2 separate regions of the Mus musculus genome follow, and region 2 is linked to region 1. Evidence: chromatin contacts called from public HiChIP or PLAC-seq data. All regions are on one chromosome and are shown on one strand. Each heading gives the region's core, a stretch centred on a gene start, on an enhancer-like site or on the middle of the called end of the contact. The rest is flanking DNA. Distances are from core to core; before and after follow the strand shown.

Region 1 (6,309 bases), core at 1,368-3,867:
GTACAAAGTATAATACAGGCGCCCAGCCCGGGGGTGCGGGTGCGGGGCGGAGTAACGTAAGGCGCTTCTTTGTCAGGCCCGGGCCTGGGGCGGGACGGGGCGCGGGGCGGGGGGCTTGGATTGTGCAGCCGCGAGGACCTGGGCCCAGCCCCTCTCCGCGGCCGGCGCTGTGCGGCGCGCCCCAAGACCCACGCGAGTCGGGCCGCCCTACCCTTCTCGGCCCAGCTTCCCTTCCCAGCCCGGCTGGGGGACCCGGACGCCCCGCCTGGTGGGGGCAGCGATCCGTAGCTACGTTGCACGCCGGTGGCTCACACCAGAGAGGTGACAGCGGGGACCTTGGAACTGTCCTCCTCCCAGGGCTGCAGATTCTGCAGAGCAAAGAGCGACGAGTTGTGCAGACAGAGCGGGTCGGGCTGGATGGAATCGTTGAGGCTCTTCTGGAAGGCGTCGTGTTGCAGCTGTAGCATGAGCCGGCTCGCCTGCTGCCGCTCCGCCTCCCGCTCCTCCGCCGTCTGCCGCCTGCACCCGGGGAGGGAGAGGGACAGCACCGTCACGCACTGGGGTTTGCTAGGCCACCAGCGGGCCCCAGCCCTCCCGGGAACAGAGCCTCCCGGCCCCTCGAGGCGAAGCCGCCTGCGGCCCGCACACACTTGCCCCGAGGTCCGCGGGGCAGGAGGACGGGTGGAACCATTGGGTTTTGTTTGTGCACCCCGGGGGCGCTGGGAAGGCACTCTGCCCGCCCGTCCACCTGCACACCCGGATTTTGTGGCCTTGTCAACAATAAATCTTGTTTTGTGTGTGTGTGTGTGTGTGTGTGTGTGTGTGTTTTGTTACCCCCTGCGGGATAAGAGCGGCAGGGCAGTGTATAACTGACTTGGTCCTGCGGCCAATGGGGTCACTTGTGCCCACGGGTGGACTGGCGGGCTGTGCACCACCAGCTGGGCGACACTTGACGGGGTGTCTACCAGGCACTATCTTGAAGCCCTCTCTAGAACATAGAGCTTCTTCGTCGTTTACGGGTTGGATGGAAGCAAAGATAGTATTAAAAAGAAAAAAAGGAAAAGAAAAAAGCAGAGTTGGAGAGAGGACCCTAAAACAGCCCTGGCCATCAATCCGAAATCCGAGTGGGTGGGCTAGAATGAGAGAGGGAGGAGAGTGTGGGAGGCCCGGGGTGTGTGTGGTGGGGGGCAGGTGGGAGGAACCCAAACGAGCAAAGGAGGCGAAACAAAACACTGGCGAGATGGGCCTGAAAATGGAGACGCCGAGGCGTGGGAGAGATGGCGAGAGGGATACAGGTCGGTGGGAAGAAAGGACAACAAATCTGTAAAAGAAGGGCGATGCATGGTCCAGGGGGCGCGGGTAGGAGCTAGCACAGGAGAGGGCGTGATGCTGGACTGCCGCGCAGGGCGGGGCAGGTGCAGGGCAGGTGCGTGGTGGGCCGGGCCGGGCCTCTCTCACCGCCACTTGGTCCTCCGATTTTGGAACCAGGTCTTGACCTGCGCGTCCGTCATTTTGAGGGACTTTGCGAGCGCCGCCCTCTCGGCCGAGGCCAGGTACTTTTGGCGATGGAAGCGCTTTTCCAGCTCACAGATCTGCACCCGGGAAAAGGACGTGCGCGGCTTCTTACGCTTGGGTGGCGTCCGGTTCTGGTAGGGGTGGCCAATGCGCCGGGTCACGGTGAAGGGCGTGAGCGCGGCCGCCGCTGCAGAGACACATGAGGCCCCTTGAAGCCCAGCCCTACCACCGTTCGGGCCACACGTGGAGCCCCGTGGGACACAGTGCTCCGCTATTTCGCTCGTCCCGCGAGTCCCCTCCGCAGCTTCAAGCCAGGCAGGGACGCCCCCCCCCCTTTCCCTGGGACGTTGGTTTCTTTCCCCCCTCCCCCGACCCATAACTCTCCGATTTACCTTCAACCTCCCCCCACCCATAGCCGCCCCGAGCTCTGGGTGCCGAGGCCTCCGCCACGCCTGGGCCTCTGGAATCGATCCTGGGAGTGGGGTGCACAGGGCGCGGCGCCCCTGGCCCCGGGAGAGCCGAGGCCTGGCTCCTGGTGGTTCGCTCTGCTCACCTGTGAAGCGGTCCTTTACAAAGCGGCGACTGCTCTCCATCCAGGGGAAATTGAGGCCGCCTAGGCTGGAGACCGTGGGCACCGAGGGCATAGCGGGCAGCGCGCTAGGCAGAGGCGGCGGCACGGCCCCAGGGAGCGGCCTGTGCGCTGGCACCCGGATCACGCCGGCGGGGGCCAAGCTTAGGTTGACACTGTAAGATCCCGCGTCCTCGAAGGGCGCGCCGAGGCCCGCAAAGGAGGCGGGCAGAGACGGGTACGCGGCGCCCGGACGGCCCCCGGGGGGCCCTCCCAGGTAGCTGGCGCCGTCGGGGCCCCGCGGGGCGGGCGCGCTGTCCTGGTCCGGGCTGTTGAGGATTTGGTCGATGCCGAAGCTGATGGGCTCGTGCGGGTGTGGGGTCTGCGCGCTGGCGGGCGCCTCCATCCTGGGCGGGCGGAAGGGCTGGGCTGGGCTGGGCGGGGAGGCTGCTGGGTCCCCGTTACGGCGCGGCCATGGAGCGCCCGGCGCCTCCAGTCGCACTGAAACTTTGCCAAGAGTGCGCGGGCCCGACAGGCTCTGTGTCATCTTTCTTGAACCGAACCTGGAGTTTCCGCTGCTAATTCCTCTCCCGCCGCAGCCATTGGCTGCGATCAACAAGCCTCTCTTCTCTCATTGGCTCCCGGCTTTCAATAAAGGCCTAATTCATGGAAATAGGAGCTTAGGGACTGTTCCAAGGTGACATCATTTTAACAAACGAACAATAGGTCAAATTTATTAGCCGGGATAATGGGCGGCGGATATTAGCGCCCGAACCGCAGCTTCTCAAACCCGAAATCTAACGAAGCTGCAATTAGCAGACGCTCCCCGCTCCGGGCTCGGCCGTTTCCCGCCGCCGCACCCGCCCGTAGGCGCTGCTGGGGAAATGGCCTTTTGCCGCGGGGGTTTTCGTTGTCTTCTAAATATTTTCATCTGCGTAAACCCCAAACAAAATGAATCTTCAGCCACAGCAGAGATGCAACCCAAGAACGGTCCTACGAAATCTGCGGAAGCCTATCGGGCCGTTCGCCCTCCTTCGGAGCAACGAAAGCGTAGCATTGTGGGGTGCAAGCTCGGCGCTGTCCACCCGTGGAACAAGGGGAGCACCGGAGCGTTCTCCACGCCACCTAGGACACCGACCCGCGTGGGGAGAATTTGTCCTCGCCCGGGCTTCCAACGAGGCGTCGCGGGCACTTTGGAGATGCTTCCTGGTCCCAGCCAGGAGGACTGAGCGGTGACTAGCAGGTGCCCACGCGTACGGGCCCGGTTGGACTAGGGACCCGAGGTCAACTGGTGGGGAACTGGGATTCAGCCCCTTGAAATTCGTTGCGGGATAGTTAGGGCCATGGTCGCTGGTTTGGGACCCCTCCGAGGTGCAGCAGGTTTGGGGACCTCAGTCGTTAGTGGCACATAAGGGGGCGGTTCCCATCTAGAGCAGATGGAGAAATTTCCTTTGGAAATTTGAGCAGCGAGCTCCTACCGGCTGCAGTTCAGTCCAGACGCTGACCACCCTAGGATCTGCTGTCGCCTTCGGGACTGTCCACACTAGCCCGGTAACACCGTGGCCAGCACCACATGGGGAGTGGTCACCTTTCTCTCGGTCTGGGTGAGACCCAGAGTCATTTCTTAGCGGCCGATTGTAAAGTCGTTGGCTGTAAACTCTGAGCGCTACACTCGCGGCAAGGCCTCTTCCTCTGGTTTCCTGACTATGAAAGCCCCAAGCCATGTCTGTGATGTTGGTCAGAAGTTGTGTGTAGGTTTGGGCGGGCCACTTTATAGCTCAGTAAGTTTGAAATTCATTTGAGACTTTAGGTTTTTATTTGTAAAATGGGGCAAAGCGTGCACTGTGTATTCGAGCACTGTGAGAGAGATATTGAGAGTGCTAAGAGCATAGAGCCCTACACTTAGTAGGTACAGCACATCGCTCGGCTCCCTTCCCACCCCCACACCCAGCATATGTTTATGGTAGGTGGTAAGTGTTCATTTTGTTGGTAGTTTTTTATTTGCAGAGGTATCTTGGACAGGTGGATTTCTTCCCCAGTGGGGTCAGAGCACAGGCAGGAGGCAGCAGGGGCTTGATTCCCTAGTCAGTCTCCTTGCTCTCAACAATCAGGATGACTCAGGCTCTAGTGGGCAGTTAGGTCACCTGCCAGTTGTGTGACATTGGGCAGCTTGCTGGCTCTGGCAGAACCACTGTGCTGGGTTGGGACAGGGAGGCCTGGAAATGTTGAGGTTGACAAGTGCAGGATGCCCTGGCCCTGGCCAAGGACCCTTAGATAGGAGAGATACCATTGTGCTGGCTCTGGGCGTGAGGGTCGAGGGTCGGGGAGGCTCTCTCTTCTAAAGCAGGCTGCTGCTGGAGCTCCCGCTTTTGGCTCCCACTGCCCCCCATCCAGTCTCCTTTGCTTTATTTGTAAAACAGAGAGGGTTCTAGCCACCCACTGGGCGGCCATGGGAGCAATAGCGCTTCCAGGGAGACAGGATCCCTGGAAGCGCCCATAAGAAATTTTGCACGGCTCCACACTCTGGATTATATAATAGCACCTTTAAGGACAGAGGTGACTCTCTTGTCCTTGAGAACTCTGTGTGGCGGGGTGGGCACTAAATACCCACTCACCCAGTGAGGACAGGGCTTTCACTGAGGAATTGATGGTCAGACTGGAGGGTGCTTCACATCTACTTTCCTGCCTGCCCAGAGCCTTGGGTTCCAGGCCTGGACACTTCCAGGAGCTGGAAAACCGCCGAACAGACTGTAGCACAAGGGTCCAATGGTATGAGATGACCAGGACATGGGGGGCATGGCCAGTAGTGCCTCTGGGGTATGTGTAGAAACATCTCATTTTACTGTGTTGAGCATCCTTGTGCCTCAGTTTGTGTGTACCAGAGAAACAGTACCAAGCTCACTGTCTGGAGCAGGTCCAGTGGGAAGCACTGGTCTGGGGCCCAGCACAGTGAGGACTTTCTCTGCCTCACCACTCAGAAGCTCCAGGTCCATTCTTTCTTGGACAAAGGAGGGTATTTAGGCAGCCCCCGGGAAAGGAGGAAGGGAAGCAAATTGGTAGATGGGGGTGTGGGGAGAGGTCATTGTCTAGGTCAGTGGAGCGGAGGGTGTCTTTGGATCAGCAAAGTCAGCAGCACTTGGCACTTGTTGTTTTTCTAAGGCCATTTCTTGGCATTCTCGATCCTGGGGTCGGGAACTCTGGGTGGGGTTGAGCAGCCGGCTAACAAGCCACCTAGTGAGTCTGGTGCCTTTCAAGTTTAGAAACCAGTGGGCAGACTCCTGTCTATGTCTTAGCTTTCAGATGTACTAGGAAATAAACACATGTGGATTGGTTGTTGGCGCTGACATTGCTTCTCACCCTCTCTTACATATTTGTGCTTGTTGTAGATAATGCTTGCCAAAGTCTTTTATTGGTTTTGAAAAATGCCCTTGATGGGATCTAGCTCAGTTTTACAGCCCTTGCCTAACATGGGGGAGGCCCTGGGCTCATCTCTAGAACTGGGGGTGGGGGAGAAAGGAGGCTTCATTTTATTATCCTCTTTTATTGTGAGCCCAGGCTGGAGCTCCCATGCTCATGGATCCCTAGTTCCCCAAGGGTTAGGATTACAGGAATGTGCCAGCCACCATGTCAGGCTCGCTATCCTATTTTTGGTTTTGTTTTTATTTTTGAGACAGGGTCTCATATAGTCCATGCTGGCCACAAACTGGCAAAGTGGCTGAGAAAGACCTTGAACTTCCTATCTCCCGTCTCTGCCTCTTGAACACTGAGGTTACAGGCATCACCGCGATGCCCAGCTTATGTGGGGCTGGTTATTGCATTTGAGTGCTAGGGAAGCCCTCAATCAACTGAGTGAGCTACATGCCTGCCCCGTGTCAGTTTTGTTGTTGCTTTGGTTTTTTTCAGTCATCTTTTCCACAAATATTTTGTTTTGCTACATTCGTTTCTTTTTTATGTTGAAAGTTTTTTTTCCCCTCAAAATTCCTTTTTCCCCCTTCTTTAAATAATTGTACTCAAGGCAATAATATCTCCTTCAAGCCTGGTTTGGCTGAGTACATTGTGATATGTATCTGGTGTTCCTCAAACTGTAAAGCTGCTCTTCTTCTGTATCTGCTATTGATTCAACATCAAGGTGAGAGAGGGGCCACAGGCACGGAAGAGAACTGTCAGAAAAAAAAAAAAAACGCAGATTATAAGACCTAGGGAACTGGGGTCAGGACTCTTGGGGA
Region 2 (6,309 bases), core at 2,513-5,012, 330 kb after region 1:
CTATTGCATTCACCTTCTAAAGGCAAGATCTTGGTACCTTCCTACTTCAAAATCTCAGACTTGAGTAAAGGAATTATGATTTGAGTACAGATTTTCACATACATATGGCTGTCATGTTCCAGAACCTGGAATGGGAAATGTGAAAAGAGGATGATGATGATGATGGCAGCTTGATAGGGATGTGTAGATATGGATCAGTTGAGGTACTGCACATAGAAGTAAGTTACAAGTCAGATCTAGAAGCCAATTGGCCTACTGGGTTGCAGTTTGTCTTCTCTGTCTTGGAATGCAGATTAAAATAGTCCTTACTTCTTAGACTATTATAAGGATTAGATGAGTCAATTTAACAAAAAGTTTGTGACAGGATCTGGCACATCATAACAATGGTGGCTTATAATAATAGTAATGGAATAATAATAATAATAATAATAATAATAATAATAATAATATGTGGTGGCTTGAATATGCTTGGTGTGCCTTGTTGGAGGATGTGTGTCATTGTAGGCGGGGCTTTGAGTGCTCAAGCTCCACCCACTGTGGAAAACAGAGCCTCCTTAGTTAAGATTGCTGCTGCCTGCAGAAGCCAGACTCCTCCTGGCTATCTTCAGATCAAGATGTAGAACTCCCGGCTCCTCCTGCCCCATGTCTGCACACTGCCATGATGATAACAGACTGAACCTCTGAAACTGTAAGCCAGCCCCAATTAAATAAATGTTTGCCTTTATAAGAGTTGCCAGCCGGGCGTGGTGACACCTTTAATCCCAGCACTCGGGAGGCAGAGGCAGGCGGATTTCTGAGTTCGAGGCCAACCTGGTCTACAAAGTGAGCTCCAGGACAGCTAGGGCTATACAGAAAAACCCTGTCTCGAAAAAAACAAACAAACAAACAAACAAACAAAAAGAGTTGCCTTGGCTCTTTAAGCTCTCACCTTTCTTACTCTCCTCTCTAGCCCTCCTCTCTCTCTCCCTTCCCCCCTCTCTCTACATGACCATGGCCAGCCTCTCTTTATACCTTCTCTCTTTCCCCCTGCCTTTCTACAATAGAGCTCTAAAACCATTATTAAAAAAAAAAAAAAAAAAAAAAAAAAAGAGCCGGGTGTGGTAACACAGGTCTTTAATCCTAGCACTCGGGAGGCAGAGGCAGGCAGGCGAATTTCTGAGTTCGGGGCCAGCCTGGTCTACAGAGTGAGTTCCAGGATAGCCAGGGCTACACAGAGAAACCCTATCTTGAAAAACAACAACAACAAAAAAAGTTGCCTTGGGCTGGAGAGATGACACTGACTGCTCTTCCAGAGGTCTTGAGTTCAATTCCCAGCAACTGCTAGGTGGCTCACAACCATCTGTAATGGAATCCGAGGTCCTCTTCTGATGTGTGTCTAAAGTCAGCTACAGTGTACTCGTATACATAAGATAATTTTAAAAGACTCAAAAAAATATATTTAAAGAAAAAGAGTTGCCTTGGTCATTGATGGTGTCTCTTCATAACAATGAAAATCCCAACTTAGACATATGGTGTGTGTGTGTGTGTGTGTGTGTGTGAGAGAGAGAGAGAGAGAGAGAGAGAGAGAGAATTGGTCGTTGTAGTATTTAACCACTGTTCCTAGAATGCATCTGTTGATGGATTCACACTGCTTGGAGCAGCAATCCTTGGAGCGTTTCCACCTATCTCCAGTTTTCCTTGAACATAACTGATAAACCAGGTGCCGAGTGAGTGCTCTGAGAAGTAACTGTTGTGAGGGCTCCTCAAAAAAAAAAAAGCTGTGCAGGAGAAACAAGAGTGTTTGGCCCTGGAAATCTAGGGCTTTTCTCTGCCTGGCTGTATGGAGAGACCATGGGAATGTAGAAACAACAGAGGGCTGCTGGATGCCACAGAGCTCTTCCAAAGGATTCAGCTTTTTACCCAGGGGAAGATAATGGAGCCCAAGGAAGAACCCACTTAGAAAAGGGAAATGTGTGAAGAATTCAGGTCCCACCAGGCCTCCTTACTTGGATCCTCCTACTCTCTGACAATCTAAAACAATCTAAACAATCCAAACTAAACTTGGCTTCTGAAAATTGGCTGACAGAGCAAGGGCTTGTTTAATTTGAGTTTTGGACACAATTTGTGGCAGCTCCATTATTGACACATGGGGGACTTAGCTCTGTCCTGTTTATATAACAGTAGTTGATAGATAGTGACTTCATAGTTGGATATTTATGAGAGCTTTCATTTCAAATAATATAGTTTTGGCCTTTGGCAATGTTAAGGCTCTTACCTCTTATTATGGAGAAGCTAAATCTTTGGGATATTGTAACTGTAACTGCAGGGTCCCTTTGATCTACCTGGAAGAACTGCAAAAGTTAATATTTTTGAAAGCAATGGAAGCTTTATTATAAAAAGTCTCATTGGGAAGTTATCTGTCCCTAAAACATATAGGCTCCCAGAAGGTCAGATGGATAAAAGAGCAACTTTTCATCGTCTTTTTCCCCTTATGATTCCTATCCCATAACAAGGTAATTTAAAAGGAGCAGCAGGGAGGGAGGTGGGAGTCTCTAGCTTTCCTTTAGAGAAACCTAGTACCTTGTCCTCCAGCTAGGTCCCAGTTCTGAGGAAAGCTGCTGCCAAAGTCCATTGTTCATAGTTCAAGGACAATAGCCCCATCTGTGTCAGGTATGAGGCTTCTGCTGACAAATGCTGTCCCATCCCTGAAAACAACGACTGTACTTGGGGTGGCCTTCTTCGCTCCAGCTCTGAGAGCACATCCTATTCAACAGCATTGAGATCCTTGGGATTCTGTGGGTTTTAAATCTTGGAAATATGATGGGAGAGTCTCGGTAGTAAGGAAATTACTGGTTAAGATTAGATGGTGTTAATCCCTCTGCCGGAAAATAAGATCATGCCTTAGGGTTTCCATTGCTGTGAAGAGACACGATGACCAAGGCAAGTCTTATAAAGGACAACATTTAATTGGGGCTGGCTTACAGGTTCCGAGGTTCAGTCCATTATCATCAAGGTGGGAGCATAGCTGTGTCCATGGCTCAGGAGTTGCTGAGAGTTCTACATTTTGATCTGAAGGCTGCTAGGAGAAGGATCTCAAAACCCACCCCTAAAGTGGATACACTTCTTCCAACAAGGCCACACCTCCTAATAGTGCCACTCCTTGGGCCAACCATAGTCAAACCACCACAGATGACTACCACGATTTTGAGCCAAATTTGAAGCAAACTTGATTTTTATTGGAGTGCAACGCCAGAGATGAGACCAGTGACTGCCTCTTAAGAAGGGTTAAAGAGAGCAGCCCTTAGGACTCTTTTAAGGAGTAAAATCACTAGCCATTCAAAGCAGATTTACAGAAGACAATAGAGCTTTAAGGAAACAGAAAAACACAAACAAAACACAAAAGCCAGCCTTCATCAAGTAGTCAACTTGTGATTAGGGAGGGATTAGGGAAGGGTTAGGCGTTCCCCCAAATCAAGGTCATAGGTTGGGGCCAGTCAGGTTCCAGGAAACAGACAGAAGCTTACTTTTAACAATACAACATAATGGCTCCTGCCTTCAAAATGGAGTCAGGCAGATTTCTCAGTGGGCAATAGCCCTAGCTGTGTCAGGTCAGAGGCTAATGCTGCCCCATCCTTGAAGACAACCGTGGCACTTGGGGCGACTTTCTTTGCTTCAGCTCTGAGAGCTTATCCTATATAACAATTCTCTTCACAGATGGACCCTAGGAGTCTGTAGAGAAGTGCCAGGTTGCTCTCTGCAGCTCTCTGGAAAGGAAAGGGGTGGAGCGAAAGGCTGAGAAACAAAAGCTGTCTGAGTTGGGGAAAACACATCAAGAGCTAAATGACTAGACAAACAACAAAACAAAACAAAAAACAGACAAAAAACCCAACCCAACCAAACCAACCCAAACTGGGCATGAAGCAAGGGCAGCAGACAGCTTAGTAGAGGCCTTAATCTTTCTCATTCATGTTTTAATAATGTAGAAAATTAAACAGGGCCCAGAGCAACTGCTCGCTCTTTGGAGAGATCAGTGAGAGAAGCTATACTTGGAACTGGCGCTGAAGTCCCAACCACCATTACTCCAGACTCGGACTGTATTCGGGGATAAGGCCTGTAGAGGGATGATTATGTGGAAATAAGAGCATTAGAGTGGGTTCAAATCCACAGTATCTCTGTAAGAAAAAGAAAGTTAGACATAGAACAAATATAATGAGAAGCTTGTGTAGAGACAGGAAAAAGATAGTCACCTATGAGCTAAGGATAGAAGTTTTAGAAGAAACCGTGGCTCAAGGACTTCAACCTTACTGTGACACACACTTGCTTTGTTGATAGACCAAAATGCCTGGGGGAAAAAAATCAGCTTAAGGGAGAAGGGTTTATTTTTGGCTCATGGTCTAAGGTTATCCTGGTGACAGGGGTTTGAGGTAGCTGGTCACATTGTATCTGTAGGAGGAAGCAGCGGAGACTTTCTCCTTCTTATTTAGTCTGGGACCCTAGACTACAAGATGGTGCTATGTCCACACTCAGTATGGATCATCCCACCTCAACCCCATCTAGATGATCCCTCACACACAACCTAGAGGCTAGCCTGATCTAAGGGCATACCCAGAGGCTTGTCCTCTAGATCCCATTAAGCTAGATGATCTAGATGATCCCTCACACACATAACCCAGAGGCTAGCCTGATCTAAGGGCATACCCAGAGGCTTGTCCTCTAGATCCCATTAAGCTGACAACTAATATTAACCATCACAGCTAATGAACTGAATTGTTGGACAATAAATTTCTGTTGAGCTACCCAACCTATGGAATTTATTATGGTGGTGCCAGCAAACTCTTGAGTTGTTTGGAGGAAGAAAGGGAAGAGAAAAAAATTAATTTACAACCATGCAAATCACCAAATACAGGTGGTGCCACTTAAAGGAAGATTTATCTTTAAATTATGTATATGTGTGTGTTGGGAGGCATTACATGCATTCAAGTGCAGGTGTCTATGCAGGTCAGAAGTGTTAGACCTCCTTGGAATTGTTAGAGTGCTATAAACCACATTCTGGAGTTATAGATGGTTTATGAGCAGCCCAATGTATGCCCTGGGAACTGAACTTAGGTCCTCTGGAAGAGCAATATATGTTCTTACATGCTGAACATCATATGTTACATGCTGAACATGCATGCCATGGGAACACTTTTCAAAGCATGAAGTACTAAATGTTGAGCCCTGTCATGCTTTGTGCTTGCATTCTTCTACAGGCTGAATCAGGGTTCCCCTGCATAGCTCCCAAAGTCTAATACCTCACGCGAGTTGAAAGGTTAGGTTTCAAAGATATAAACTCAGACTTCTGGCTTTCATCTGTCTTTTGTCTTAATAAGTTTTAAGAAAGAGTTACTTGTCACGATTCCTTTAATATCAAAATATTAAAAAAATCTGGTTCCAAATATATTTTTAGCAAAGACTATGTCTTCCTATTTCCCATACATGTTTCAAGTATCAATGTGGTTCTAACAGAATTTTCTCATATACCTGCCCCACTGTAGTCTATGAAACAAAAGATTTGAACTGCACAGAAAAGATAAAAACCCTTCCTGGGAAATGATAATTAAGTGGAAAATAAGTCTCTAGGGATCCAGCCTTGTGGGCAATATTTAGCAAAACCTTTCTTTTTTTTCCCATTTTTTATTAGGTATTTAGCTCATTTACATTTCCAATGCTATGCCAAAAGTCCCCCATACCCACCCACCCCCAGCAAAACCTTTCTTAAACAACTTTCATATTGTAAACTCTGCTCACTTGAGAGCAAGTTTTAATAAGAGTAAGGCCAAACACTGGTCACCTTCTTGCTTCCTGCTTTGTGATGTGATCTATTTCCTTAAAGACGCCCCCATCATAGTCATCTACCACAACGGGATGCCCCCTTGCCCGAGCCCCACCTTGCTGTTTAGACTTCTCGCACCCATAATTATAAACCATAAACCTTGTTCCTTCAGAGTGTTATCCTGCTTTAGGGATCTTATTACAGGAATGCAAAAACAAACCAATATAAGTGCTTTCTTCTTAAGGACATCTCATGTTCTCCTGCAGCAAGGCATAAGCAAAAAGATTGGATAGGCATGGTGGTGTATGCCTTGAGGCATGAGGATTTCTGTAAGTTCAAGGCCAGCCCGGTCTACATAGCAAGTTTCAGGACAGCCAGAAATACCTAAAGAGATTCTGTCTCCAAAAACAAGCAAGCAAACAAACAAAGAAATAATAGATTGCAGGACTCCTAGAATTTCCCTGGGCCGAGGAATCGTGCAAATCGGTCCCTGTTTCAGTTTTGCAAGGAGCCAGGCT

Evidence for each region. HiChIP or PLAC-seq counts read pairs in DNA pulled down with a chosen protein or histone mark.
Region 2: a contact with region 1 is called in an H3K4me3 HiChIP or PLAC-seq map of embryonic stem cells, with 14 read pairs. The contact joins the enhancer-like site here to the promoter of Tlx3 in region 1. A contact is called at or near these places in 2 of 39 promoter capture datasets (cranial neural crest and hippocampal neurons), 1 of 484 Hi-C or Micro-C datasets (embryonic stem cells) and 14 of 115 datasets of contacts at active chromatin or transcription factors (bone marrow-derived macrophages, craniofacial prominence, embryonic basal ganglia and 6 more).

What each region holds. Positions count from the first base shown.
Region 1 is chr11:33,200,971-33,207,279 of GRCm38.p6, forward strand. Tlx3 (T cell leukemia, homeobox 3) reads right to left here and starts at 2,618. Exons shown (of 3, transcript NM_019916.2): 1 at 2,069-2,618; 2 at 1,459-1,702; 3 at 1-519. The coding sequence starts at 2,489. The coding sequence ends at 309.
Region 2 is chr11:33,534,174-33,540,482 of GRCm38.p6, forward strand. No RefSeq gene overlaps it. Among named protein-coding and RNA genes, the nearest start is that of Gm36005, 7.3 kb to the right of the region's middle. RefSeq lists a cis regulatory region at 1-6,309. Within about 2 kb of position 3,763, at least 16 of the 459 cell types and tissues checked have an H3K27ac peak or open chromatin away from gene starts, as enhancers often do. A contact at or near this core is called in embryonic stem cells, where this site is marked.